Regions from separate parts of the Arabidopsis thaliana genome. Here region 2 is linked to region 1. The links are chromatin contacts, called in public capture Hi-C maps. All regions are on one chromosome and are shown on one strand. The core of a region is the stretch at or near the end of the contact, and the rest is flanking DNA. Distances in the headings are between cores, read along the strand shown.

Region 1 (6,643 bases), core at 1,949-4,448:
ATTACTTCAGGAGACAAGGGATAGGGTTTAAGCTCGTGAAGGCTATGGAAGATTGGTTTAGTCAAAACGGGGCTGAATATTCCTATTTTGCAACTGAAAACGACAATCACGCTTCCGTCAATCTTTTCACCGGAAAATGTGGTTACGCCGAGTTTCGTACACCGTCTATTTTGGTTAACCCGGTTTACGCACACCGGGTCAACATTTCTCGTCGGGTTACCGTAATTAAGCTTGAACCGTCTGATGCTGAGTTACTATACCGGCTTCGGTTTAGCACAACCGAGTTTTTCCCTCGCGACATTGACTCTGTTTTGAATAACAAACTCTCGTTAGGAACATTCGTCGCGGTTCCACGTGGCAGTTGTTACGGATCCGGGTCTAGGTCATGGCCCGGTTCGGCTAAGTTCTTGGAGTATCCACCGGACTCGTGGGCGGTTTTAAGCGTGTGGAATTGTAAAGACTCGTTTAGATTAGAAGTTCGCGGCGCGTCGAGATTGAGGCGCGTGGTTTCAAAAGCGACGCGCATGGTTGATAAAACTCTACCGTTTTTGAAAATACCGTCGATCCCGGCGGTTTTCCGGCCGTTTGGGCTGCATTTTATGTACGGAATCGGCGGAGAAGGACCACGCGCGGAGAAAATGGTGAAGGCATTGTGTGACCATGCACATAATTTGGCAAAGGAAGGAGGATGCGGCGTGGTGGCGGCAGAAGTCGCCGGCGAAGAGCCGCTCCGGCGAGGGATACCGCATTGGAAAGTGCTATCGTGCGCTGAGGATTTGTGGTGTATTAAACGGCTTGGAGAAGATTATAGTGATGGTTCTGTTGGTGATTGGACTAAATCGCCACCTGGCGATTCTATTTTTGTTGACCCTAGAGAATTTTAGTTTTATAACTCAAAATGACATAATTAATTTATATTTAAGGAAAGGAATATTATTCAACTTTCTCTATCAGATTTTTTTTATTTTTCTTATTTCCAAATTTTTCCATTATTGTTTGACTACAAGTTTGTGATTTTATTTCCCAAATTAGTGAAATTACCATCATCAACGAGACAAATGAATGCAAAATTTGCTCTGATTTTTATTCTCATTTAAAATTCGAGATGAGAAAGGCTTCAAGCCGAACACAAAGCCCATTAAAACTTGGCCCAATTACAAAGGTCAAGCACCAAATGTTTTCTAATTTAGGAAAATGAAAACTACCAGTAAAACTCAAAGATGGTGTTGAAGAAACAAAATAAGAAAGATTCAATCAAAACTCTTTCTCATGGTCCCATTCATCATCCTCAGTGTTTAGAGTAGTAGTGGTAAGCTCAGGAGTGCTATATCCTGTTGATGAACCATTGGCTCTAATCTGTTCAAAGAAGAGAACTTGCACAATCACCCGCATTGGCAAACGTTCGTTCTGTACCGCATGTTCACACGCTTCCGCGGATAGTTTCCTACAATCCATTAGCCCGCATACTCTCTTCTTCTCGCTCTTGCTAATCCCCGAATGTTCCTGAAAATTTTCCAAATTATTAACAAATCAAGAAACGTTATGAAAAACAGAGGATTTGAATCTTGTTTTACCTTTAGAAACATGTCAATTGCGCGATATAACACGTCGTGAGAGTGTCTTGGGAAGCTAGAGAGTGTCTCAGCGAGAGAGAGGAAGTTCTGAAGAGGGAGATTAGGATCTCTTGATTTCTCAGCTAAGTATCCATCAATGAGCTTTGCCACGGATACTTTCGAGTGAGTTTTCGGATCACGGTTCATAAACTCCTTCACTAGGCTCTGCACCATATCCAAATCATACATTAAGATATCATTCACTGTTGTCTCTTCAAGCTGCTCGCTGACTCTTTTCTTTAACTTTTCTTTCACGGTTTCTTCACATCCAAGAAAGATCGATGCTCGATGTAGCTTGGTCAAGAAGCTAGAGGAAATGTTTCCTTTCTCATCCGGGAGAAGCTCTATGATTGTATTAATCAAAGATCTATCAATGAGTTGCATGGACTCTTTGCTAAAACCAGCTATTCTTCTTATTGCATAAGCATGTAATGCTTCTCCAATAACGTTACTCGGGACTTTACCTCGGTTCTTGATTGCTTTGATGGCTTGTTTATACAAATCGATGTGAAGCTCGCATAAATCTTCCACCCACCAGTCTTTTGGAACACCATCTTCTGGTTTTCTCACTTTCTCAAGCTTCTTCTTCCTGTTGTAAGTATAAGACCATTTGACTTTCGAGGTGTCTATCGAAGCAGTAGAAGCAATAGAGCCGAGACAACGCTTCACGAGCTCCTCTGAGTCATCAGACAAGAGATCTTTTGTGGTCTGAAGAACAATGATAGAATCTTTCCAACTACGGAAGATGGTTGAGTTCAAGAAAACATCAATCTTGTAAACGAGATTGCTTTTCTCAAACGTTTCATTCATCTCCAAGAACTCAGCCGCGCAACGAACCGCAACCACATTGTAAGCGTTTAAAGTAACCGTGATGCCGTAACAGAACTTGACACAAATCTCAAAAGCAACAGAACCACCAGGAATCTCTGATATGTCAATCTCATCAATTTGGTTCTTCTTCTCCTCTTCATTTTTTGATGTTGCTATGTGTTTCTGCAAGAATCCGCTTTTCGACAGCAATGGGAACTGAAAAACACACAAAAACATAAAAACTTTGCTTCTTCTTTGATGTTTTAAAAGCTAGAGTTTGTTTCATACCTTATGCAGATAGAACTTGACATTGCCGATGATGATGATGATCTCTGTTTCTAACTCATTTGTTACATACCTAAGAGCCAATAAAAATAATATCAGTTTTAGAAAAAACATTGCTTAAGCATAATCAGAGAAATACATAGAGGTAAATATTTGTTTTCTACAAACCTAACATTGTCTCCTTTAGACAGAAATGAATCAGGTTTGGTTCCAAGTTTCATAAACTTCATTTTTTTCTATCTCTTTAATAAGTTATTGCACACAAGACTTTCAAGATCTTTAGACACAAAAGAGAAAACAAAGCTAAGGATCTTAGAAGAGATCTATGCACAATCTTGTTTTCAAGAAAGCTTAAAAGGGTCACTTTAAAAAGAAACATTGTTTTATATACATGTAAACAAATATATAATTTACAGAGAAAACTTAGAGATTCACAACAACACACCCACCAACCTCTCAAGGCTCGAAAACCCAAACACCACGCTTGTTTTTTTTTTTTTTTTCTTTTTTTCTAAGTGCTTGGCACATGAACTCCTCTTTTTGGTTGCCCATTGTGTTGTAAATTTGTTATGTTAAAATATAAACCCGAATCCAAAAGTTGCATCTTTCCTGCGGTAATCAGAATTTCTTGGTAACATTTATTCAAAGGACAAAACGAATCAAATCTTTTTGTATGTTTTCTATAAAGATGGTTAGTGAAAGCATAACATCAGAGAAGTCAGAGATCGTTTCTCGATACACATATTTTCTACTTTTCAACATACTTTAAAATTTAATCAAGGATCAAAATCGTGGAGTGGTTCAAAGAACCCTAAAAGAAAATTACAACTACAAATATCAAATACCAAGTGTAGTTCAACCTATATAAGTGTTATGTTTATTAGAATGTTAAGTTAGGATATTCTTACGCTAGTATATAAAGTTTATGGACTTCTGCATTCAAAAAACAAAACAAACACATAAAATATTAGCGAAAGTCTCTCATCTAATGAGAAGCACATAGAGCTGATAAACATAAAAATCGAAACTTTATTTATCTTTGTTGTTCTCTTTGGGTCACAATAGACCGGCCCATTAGCCTAGTCACACCGGCCCATTAGCCCAGTCAACTCCATTGTAGAAGAGAGGACTTGATTTTGGGTGAGATTGAGAGAGAGAAGAAGAGAATCGTCAAGTGTTTATGGTGGTGAAAGTTATAAGAATCGTTAAATTTGACGAAAGGGTACGTAAAAGAACTTCCTTTTTGATGATTTATCTATATATTAGACGTAATTGATTGTTTCTGATTTAAGTATCGTGGCATTGTGAAAAATTTGATAGGCACGAGACTATGCACACCAGTTGCTCGACGAATTGTCTAACTAAGATATTCTTTCTCTAAATCTGCTTTTTTTTTTTTGTTTGGTTCTTTAATTATGTTTTTGCTGTTAACTGTTCGAATTTGTGATCATACCCTTTAGATTATTAGAATCATATCTTCTCTAGTGATATGTGTGTGAATGAATCAATGATAAAAGACTCTCCTTTTTCTTAATCAAACTGTGCTTTGTACGTAATTTTTATCTATTATATTCTCATGACATTTTGATCCACTTGTGATCAGCACAAGATCAGTATAAAGTTGAAGTTGATCAATTTGTGGAGCATGGATCCTGAATATACCGACGATTTATTAAAGTGCGTCTTTGTTTTCAGTTTTACGCTTATTTTTCGTGTGTGCATTGCGTATAATGATTTACCGTTGTTAGCACATCAACAGCCATTTGGAGAAGCAAACTGAATTGCTTTTAGAAACTCGTAAAACGATGACTCAAGAACTCCAAACACTTGAGGTTTGTTTGATGAAACTTTGTGTACTTTTGATATGAATAATATGAGCAAGAAATCAATCTTACATACATTTGTGTTTATAGGTGGAAGAAGAGATGATGATGCGGAAATTCTATGAGTTAATGTCTAGACAGCGCTTAAATAAGAAGGTTTGTATAAAGATAGTTTTTTTTTTTTGAAGATGATAATGTTGGTATTGATTGAGATTGATGTTGGTTCTTTTGAAGAAAATGGAGAAGACTCAAAATGTGTCACATGGTAAAGAAATAGTTGAAGTGGAAGATACTTCTAGTACATCCAGAGAGTTAATCGTATATGTAAGGAAAAGGAAAAAGAATCAAAAGCCAACATAATGAAGATATCCATTTCTTGTTTAAGTGATGGATATAGTTTTCACATTGTTTATGGTGTGCAATAATAAGTTGTATTTTTTGAGTGATGAAAATTTATACGGGTATGTAGTCATGAACCTTGTAAGATGTTCTTGGGGTCATAAGAGTTTTATCTGATCCTGCGAGACGATAATTTAATAACATTACAAGCAAAATATATCCATTGAAGTAATCGTACTTTAAAGATGCTATGGAGAGATTATGGAAGCCCAAAACTCTCTTACACTAATGGTTGATAGTCGTTTTGTATATTTTACGCTATTTACTTAGTAAGTTATTGAGTTTTCGATCTCTTCTCGAGTTTCATCGCAGTGTAAAGGGACCTAGAGTAATACTCAATTGGTTGTAGTCAGAAGCCTGTGAAATTTAGCATGTTATAAGAACCAAGTTTAATTCAGATAGTGACAAAAGTACTGTGGAGATTTTGGGTGTTAAAGTAGCGACCTTTATCACCATAAACCCCTCTCTTTCTCTCCATTACACTCGTGTGAAAGAAACTTAGAAAGAAAGACTTGAAGCAGAGTAGAAACAGAGAAATTGCAGAGAAAGTAAAGTGCAAGAGAGAGTTTTTACGTGTTCAGGTCTCAGTGTGAAACCCTACTCACGCCGGGAAACTTGTTGTCCCGGAATCCACTAGAATCAGTCCTTATATACAGTTGGCTCTTACTGGAGCTTGTACATACACAACTCATTAACTACATTCAACCAAACACGCCATTCCATCTCATCTACTCTCTGCATCTTTGATTCTTTGTCCCCTGTTTTTCCTGTTTTGTTCGAACACTTCTACAAAGGACAGAACGACACAAACCTTTAAAAGGAAACAATGCTGCAGGCGTGCTTCCTCTTCAACGACTTGTACGAGATGGGCTTCTTGCGTATGGGCCTGAAGTTTTCTAACTTTGAATCAAACCTTCTGATTCCTTGAGAGTCTTCTCTTGCCTTCTCTTCTTATTCATGAAACTCGAAGACAAACTCTCACAAGTACATTATTGTTGGGGTCACTAGCCATCTAGGATCCATCGGATCCGCCGCTAATCTCTTTGCAAGTATATAGTGACCCCAAGTCAACTTCCGCCGCAGATAGAAGCCTTTTACACCAACCGTCGAGCCGCAAGATGACAATTCCTCACTTCATAACTATCATTTATAAGTTTTGACTTTGAAAGAAACTGACTTTAAAATGAAAATTTCATTAGTTTAAGTGAAACAGCATTTGAAGGGCAAAAAATAGTCCCCTAAATGTTTGATGTAATTTAATTGCTTGTCCATATGAAAACTGTGAAATAGAAAAAAAATCAAGTTAAATTTCAAAAAAATTATAAATTCTTACTGAGACTTAAAATCATCAGTGTTGAATGATTAATTATAAATTTTGTAAGTATAGACTCATATTATCTGCATAAGAAATAAAGTTATCACAAAAAGAGGTTTATAAATCAATCGTAAAGTTTTATTGCATCATCTGGTTCGGGTTTCTTTGTATTAGATCATGTTTAAATTTTCTCTTGTACAGACTAAATTCCAGCCAAGACATCTCCTAAAATCTCACTCACAAGATCTTGATCGTTCACATTTACAGGCTCATACTTCTCATTTCTTAGACAATGGATTTGGTAGAGGGACATGAATGGCTTGCTCTTCTTGTCTCTTCGGTTCCTCCTTTGTAAGGGGTTCTCCAAGCAGATATTGGTCCAACGTTCACCTAAACGG
Region 2 (7,444 bases), core at 3,703-6,202, 93 kb before region 1:
AACTTGAAAGAAGAGAATGAGGAAGCTCACGACAAGGTTCATGTTGGCATTGGAACATGTGCAGGCGACGTTTTTTGTGCGGTACACGGCTGATGTACGGTTTAACGTATTCCTTTGTATATGAGTATCATGTTGACAACAAATAAAACGACAAAGGAAATGAACTTTACTTCAACATAAATCTTTTAGACATGTTAAACTAGCTTATATCAAACAATGAATAGTAACGATAGGCTCTCAAAACTCTAATCGATCTATCCTGTCGTTTTCGATTTACGTAAGAATCTTATTAGTATCTTTTTGAATATCCAAAATAACTGATTTTTGTATATAAAAAGTAGTAATAATATTGGCATACAGGCTGGCTTCTTTAGTCAGAAAAGTCTCTGAAGAATCCAACAAAAAACCTAAACCACTTTTAACGTCATCCTTATCTTCGTTTTATTTTTCTTTTAATCAGAAAATCAAAAACAAAAACAGAAGAAACTGGAATCACTCAATAAGTATGGATACTTTACTTATACGTTTCTAATATGTATAGATACGTCAATTCAATACGCAAAATACAATTTCGAAAAAAGCGACGTTTGTGTTTCAGTGCTTTTAAATTGAAAACAAAATGTGTTTTCACACAACAAAATAAAAAATAAAAATATTCTTAAATTTGTTGTGAAACCAATACAAAATACAACGTTCAAAAAAGAAAAACTAAAACGACACACGACATATATGATTTTATAATTAAAGTCGAAGGAAAACGTAATTTTTTCTAAATCTAATGAAAATACCAACAAAAGTTTTTAAACTTAAATCGAAAGAGACCGAACCCAACAACTAAAATCATAAGCAACTAAACACAAACCCTTTAAAAAACATTAGTCTTCAGAATCAATAAATCCTTTATTTTGAAATAACTACGGATAAAATTTATTAAGTATATGCGATCAAACCAAAGATAACATTAATTACTTTCTATCGATATAAGAAACAGTCCCGTCTCAAGCTATAATTGAGCCTTTGCCAAAATAAAAATAAAAACTAAAATCTCTTAATAAAATTTTGTTTTAAGAAAATTGGGCCTTTTATGCTTATGATTGTTTTTAAAATCAGTAATAGATCCATGGCATTTGCCTAATTTGCCATGGGGTAAAGACGGTCTTGATAAGAGTCAATCTTTCACAACCTAAACTAAAGATTTTATAATCCGACAAATAAAACGACCGAAAAAACTTAAATACGTTTTTAGATACGACAACGATAATTAATGTGCATCTAATTACGTTTAAATAGAAATCTTCAAAAATTCGACCATACCAACACTGATATGCAAAGGAAAAACAAAGAATGTAACCTTCAAAATGCAAAAAGAAAAGATAATTAAAAAAGGAAATAACTTAAAAACGAAATGATTTAAATTAAATAAAAAAACGATCCACCTGTGAAACGCTCTCAAGTACCACAAAATGTACTCTCTCTATCACACACAGTTACATATTTCGTTGACAGCTGTCCCCACTAACAGCTGTTTCCCAAATCCCCAACCGTTTTCTTGGAAAGATTCTCTCTTTATTTTAGCCTCACTCTCTCAGACGCATTTCCCCCAATCGCACCGCCACTCCCTGACGTGCTTTTTTCTTTCTCTTTTAAATATTCAAATACGTATCAGACTACTCACGTTACATCTTCTTCATAACTAATCCAATTTAGAAATTACGCAAAATTACTTAAATATGTAGTTTTTCTAAATAGTTTTACATAACTACAATATATAAGAATTTTTAATTTGAATTTATTTTTTGAAAAAGGTTTGCATTTATAATTTGATGTAATATGATTTGATTTTAGTTTAATATCTTTGTTTAGTTATAGTTAGAAATACAGTACATGTTTAGTTATAATTTAACATTCATTAAAAAAACATTACATAATAATTTGTTTAATAGTATATATTTTAATAAATTTTAGTTTAGAGTTTATTTTGTTTGGTTCAAACTAAATTTCAGTTTTCTGGATTTTAAAATAATAAAACAAAACGGCATATACTTACATATTTAATTTGGTGTCAGTTAACTTATTTCAATTTGATTCAGTTGAAAACATAATTATGCACGTAAATAATCCAATTTACAGTTACGAAAAAATTAAGTTGTTGTTAACTAACGATAAAAAATTACCGGTAGAACCGGTGACCTCTCTAACCATCACACCTCGTATAAATACTCTCTCCTCTTCATACTTATCCTCTCAACAAAAATCGTTTCGTTCTTTTCCAAAATCCCCAAACAATAGAAACGCGTTTTAAACGATTTGATTAGTTTTAAATTAAAAAGAAGATCCGAGCGATGTCTGGTTCGACCCGGAAAGAAATGGATCGGATCAAAGGACCATGGAGTCCTGAAGAAGACGATCTGTTACAATCGTTGGTTCAGAAGCACGGACCAAGGAACTGGTCTCTGATAAGCAAATCAATCCCTGGACGTTCCGGTAAATCTTGCCGTCTCCGTTGGTGTAATCAGCTTTCTCCGGAGGTAGAGCACCGTGGATTCACGGCGGAGGAAGATGATACGATTATACTAGCGCACGCTCGGTTTGGTAACAAGTGGGCGACGATTGCACGGCTTCTCAATGGTCGCACTGATAACGCGATTAAGAATCACTGGAACTCAACGCTGAAGCGGAAATGTAGCGGCGGAGGCGGCGGAGGAGAGGAAGGGCAGAGTTGTGATTTCGGTGGTAATGGAGGGTATGATGGTAATTTAACTGATGAAAAACCGTTAAAACGGAGGGCGAGTGGTGGAGGAGGAGTTGTTGTGGTGACGGCGTTAAGTCCAACGGGATCTGACGTCAGCGAGCAATCGCAATCTAGTGGATCTGTTTTACCGGTTTCTTCTTCTTGTCATGTTTTTAAACCGACGGCGAGAGCTGGTGGAGTGGTGATTGAGTCATCATCGCCGGAGGAGGAGGAGAAAGATCCGATGACTTGTTTGAGGTTGTCTTTGCCTTGGGTCAATGAGTCAACAACTCCACCGGAGTTGTTTCCGGTGAAGAGAGAAGAAGAAGAAGAGAAGGAAAGAGAGATTTCTGGACTTGGTGGAGATTTTATGACGGTGGTGCAGGAGATGATTAAGACGGAGGTTAGGAGTTACATGGCGGATTTACAGCTAGGAAACGGCGGAGGAGCTGGAGGAGGAGCAAGTTCGTGTATGGTGCAAGGAACTAATGGTCGTAATGTAGGGTTTAGAGAGTTTATTGGATTAGGTAGGATCGAGTAGTGAGTGAGAAAAGAGAAGAATTGTGTAGCAAATGCAGAGAAAGAGCCAATTTCATGATTTGAGATTTGATTCATTCGAAAAAAAAACTGAATAAATGTATTGATTTTGATCATGACATGTCTTAGATTTAATGAAATTGGTCTATAAAAGGGTTGATGAGGCTGGTCCTCGAGGTGAATCAATGTTACCTTTTGATAAAGTGAAAGAAGAGCATGAACAAAGTCATTTCCATACAAAGAGGAGTTTACAGCATTCTTGATCTCTCTAGACTGGTCTTGCGATTCGAAGAGTGAAGTAATGAATTCTACTGAACCAAGTGACGATTTCCGTAGTTTGTTACCTTCGGTTACCGACTATAGCATCGCAGTAAAGGTTATAGTGTGAGAGACAACATCATATATAGATATTCAATGAATGATACAGAGTGTAGAACAGATCACCTCAATACAACTAACTGTAGCAGTAAGGCCTCTACCGGGGAAATACTCAAAGCACAAGGGAGGTCCTTCCCAATACTGTGGCTCTGCAAAAAAGAAAGAGTTTGATTGTGTTAATAACTATCAAGCGGTGTAAGATTACTGATGTTTGACAAGCAAATACCTTCCAATAGGATGTATGGTACCTTTCTCCATAGCAGCTGCTACAACTAATGCTTCCTTTTCACAATTTGGCATACAATACAACAAGGAGTCACACTTGCATCAATTCCTGCTTGATGATGTCCATAAATGGGTTCAATTGCTTTGCACGTAAGGCTCCTAATGTTTACCTATATAATGGAGAAGAAATATGCACTAGATATGTGTATAACTTGTTGTCCAAGCCAAATTTCCACAGCTCCATCCGGAACAACATCCTTCAGAAACTATCTAAAGAATTGGTTAACTTCAATTTCCACGGAAATCGCGATTTCTTGGTTAAAGTTGAAGTGGATGTAGCTGTTAAAGAGGTAAGCTTAGGTGATTATCACTCAGAAGAAGGTTAAAGTTAAGTCGCTTCTTTTTGCTTTGTGGATTTGGAGCTTAACTATGTTGTTATTGAAACTCATTAAAAACATGAATATCCAGTTATTCATTCACATAATCAGAATAATAAATTAATTACAATATATATTACATTGTACATTATTATCAAATGAATTTCAATAAGTTAACAAAAGAATATTCCTACAGAGAACAAATGAGGTTCTTCCAATTCTTGATTTTCCCAAGTTCTAAGCATAAAAAGAAAAATCTGAATAATTAATCTGAAAAAAAACTAAACAAAGCAATCAATTTCCGGAGCTAGACCAAAGCAGCCACATTAACTGGTTCGGTCGGGAACTTAGTGACCGGGTCCACTCGTGCTGGGACCTGAATGCTTACCATATTCAAGCGTCTCAGTCCGGTCCACGAACCGATGACCCTCACCACCAGAGCTAGGACCCGACTCCTTAATCGCCCCAAGTGACAAACCATCGAAGAACTTAGCCACGAGGTTCTCTTCAGCCTTCGTTAAACCCAAAGGACGAGCCTCCACCACAAAATTCGAACTCACCAACATGAAAAACAGAAACGAACCCAAAACAACTTTGTTCATCATCATTTTCTTTGAGTGGTATTTTTGAGTAGTAAAAACAAAAATGTTTTTTATTTTATTTTTCTTGTGTTCCCTAATTTATGAGATGACTAAATTTGTTGTGAGTAGTTTGTGGACTTGGGAGTTAGAATATATAGTAAAGTGAAGAGCCTTGAAGAAGAAGAAAAGTTTGACATTTTCAGTTTTTGACTTCATAAGCTTAAAATTCAACAAGACGTGAGATTTGAATTTTAGGCTCCTTCCTGGGAAAATACTGAGGTTGCTTCTTGTTCTTGGTCTTCCAATTTCTTTTTAAAAATATAATTTGCGAACATATAAAGCCATCAACGAGGAATGGAGATTAGTTATTTGGCTGAAGAAATTAAATGATTTTAATTTTGTCTCTGATTGTTTGGAATAGACTTTTAGTTGTAGACCATAAACTATGTGTGGAATTCAAATCTAGTATGGTATTTTATGTTTATCTATATAATATTGTGACAAAACCTAATGTCCTCACCTTCCTTCAAGTATACTATAATCACTGTAGATGACATTAACTCAAAAATGTTTTATGATAAGAGTTTTCTAAGGATTGATTACCACAAACATATATTTGATGATCTAAATAGTTACATAATTTTTCATAACCATTTTCACTACTTCGACCGTTAATTTGAAAGAATACTAAATTCACTACTTCTACCAAATTAACGGTCGAAGTAGTTTTTAGTTGAAAATTAAAATTGTTGGGTGGGCATCAAACTTGATTGATGTTACAAAATTTCAGGCCCCACCAATCTATCTATGTACTTTTCTTGTTTCTCACGTTGTTGTTATTTCCATTCAAAGTAGCCTTCTTTGAAATGTTCATGAGCGAAGTATCAGATTGTTGATATTTCAACCTTTGTGTGTGTATTTTTTTTCTCAAAACCATCCTTAAAAATCGTTTAGTGGAACTTAATGTATGACGACGAATATGTGTATGGAGGACTTTTCTTTTTAAGTACATTGTAAAATTTTCTTTATATTTTCACATTCATTGGTTTTGGTTATAAAAGAAAATAAACCTGTAGATTAGAAATTACCGAAAATGAGATCTGAGTTGGATGGTACATAAAAAAACACGAGACTCACCTATTCCCTATGTTCCTTTTTGTTTGATTTTTTAAGAAAAATATTTCAAAAAGATCGATGTTTTAAATTTTCTATGTAATATTTATTAATTATTATCAATGAATTGTAAACTTTAATAAAAATGATTGAATATCATTGATTTAAAATTATAGGAAACTGTAAAATACAAAAAATAATACATTTAAAATCAACATTAATATGTTTTCTTAATATGTGCATTTTTCTAAACAATCAAATAAAAAGGAACAAATGGAATATATGTTTGGGCTATTTATACATTCTAGCAAATTAACATTCGGTTTGGTACATGCCACTTAAACACTTTTCTTTTTATTCCTTATTTATTTTGGATATCTTATCGTTGACCAAACTTTATTTCAAATTTAATTCTATGTTTCATACTTTTTTACTATAAAAATGATTTTATAAATAAAGAAACAATACTAAACAGATGTGAAAATCTTGTGAAATTTTTGACACATACAAAAGTTGATCATTGTAACGGTCAAGTGTCACACTAATAAACAATTTTTAGTTAATAATAAGATAAAAATTGTAACTGACCCGATGACCAATAGATGAACATACTTGGTGAAAAGGTGGATACTAAAGAATCTACTTGCTAACAGTTGACTGGGTTAGCCATTACTATAGACAGATTTTCTTACCATAATCTAATTTTATGTCTTCATTAAGCAAAATCTCTCATCAAACCACCATTGCTATTATATATGACTCAAAGTTTCATGAAAATCTAAACTATTAGTGAAAAAAATAAAAAATAATGGGCAGTAGTGAGGGTCAAGAAACACATGTCCTAATGGTAACACTACCATTCCAAGGTCACATCAATCCAATGCTCAAACTCGCAAAACATCTCTCGTTATCATCAAAGAACCTACACATCAATCTCGCCACTATTGAGTCAGCCCGTGATCTCCTCTCCACCGTAGAAAAACCTCGTTATCCGGTGGACCTCGTGTTCTTCTCCGATGGTCTACCTAAAGAAGATCCAAAGGCCCCTGAAACTCTTTTGAAGTCATTGAATAAAGTCGGAGCCATGAACTTGTCTAAAATCATCGAAGAAAAGAGATACTCTTGTATCATCTCTTCGCCTTTTACTCCATGGGTTCCAGCTGTTGCAGCCTCTCATAACATCTCTTGTGCAATACTTTGGATCCAAGCTTGTGGAGCTTACTCGGTTTATTACCGTTACTACATGAAGACAAACTCTTTCCCTGATCTTGAAGATCTGAATCAAACGGTGGAGTTACCAGCTTTACCATTGTTGGAAGTTCGAGATCTTCCATCGTTTATGTTACCTTCTGGTGGTGCTCACTTCTATAATCTAATGGCGGAATTTGCAGATTGTTTGAGGTATGTGAAATGGGTTTTGGTTAATTCATTCTATGAACTCGAATCAGAGATAATCGAATCGATGGCTGATTTAAAACCTGTAATTCCAATTGGTCCTCTGG

What was found. Capture Hi-C pulls out chosen DNA fragments and counts their contacts.
Region 2: a capture Hi-C map of seedling shows a contact between it and region 1, with 1.9 times the contacts expected there. The contact joins the promoter of AT2G23270 here to the promoter of NPY4 in region 1. A contact is called at or near these places in 1 of 26 Hi-C or Micro-C datasets (root) and 1 of 3 other capture datasets (seedling).

The regions. Positions count from the first base shown.
Region 1 is chr2:9,807,080-9,813,722 of TAIR10.1, reverse strand. It overlaps NPY4 (Phototropic-responsive NPH3 family protein), which reads right to left and starts at 3,198. Exons shown (of 4, transcript NM_001335835.1): 1 at 3,162-3,198; 2 at 2,712-2,781; 3 at 1,575-2,639; 4 at 1,063-1,503. The coding sequence starts at 2,423. The coding sequence ends at 1,255. It overlaps AT2G23040 (a long non-coding RNA gene), which reads left to right and starts at 3,650. Exons shown (of 4, transcript NR_140654.1): 1 at 3,650-4,385; 2 at 4,468-4,540; 3 at 4,622-4,687; 4 at 4,766-5,133. It overlaps AT2G23060 (Acyl-CoA N-acyltransferases (NAT) superfamily protein), which reads left to right. Exons shown (of 2, transcript NM_001335836.1): 2 at 1-952. The coding sequence starts at 45. The coding sequence ends at 884.
Region 2 is chr2:9,900,723-9,908,166 of TAIR10.1, reverse strand. AT2G23270 reads right to left here and starts at 4,952. Exons shown (of 1, transcript NM_127891.1): 1 at 4,322-4,952. The coding sequence starts at 4,856. The coding sequence ends at 4,596. It overlaps UGT84B1 (UDP-glucosyl transferase 84B1), which reads left to right and starts at 6,728. Exons shown (of 1, transcript NM_127890.3): 1 at 6,728-7,444. The coding sequence starts at 6,751. MYB70 (myb domain protein 70) reads left to right here and starts at 2,135. Exons shown (of 1, transcript NM_127893.3): 1 at 2,135-3,661. The coding sequence starts at 2,343. The coding sequence ends at 3,272.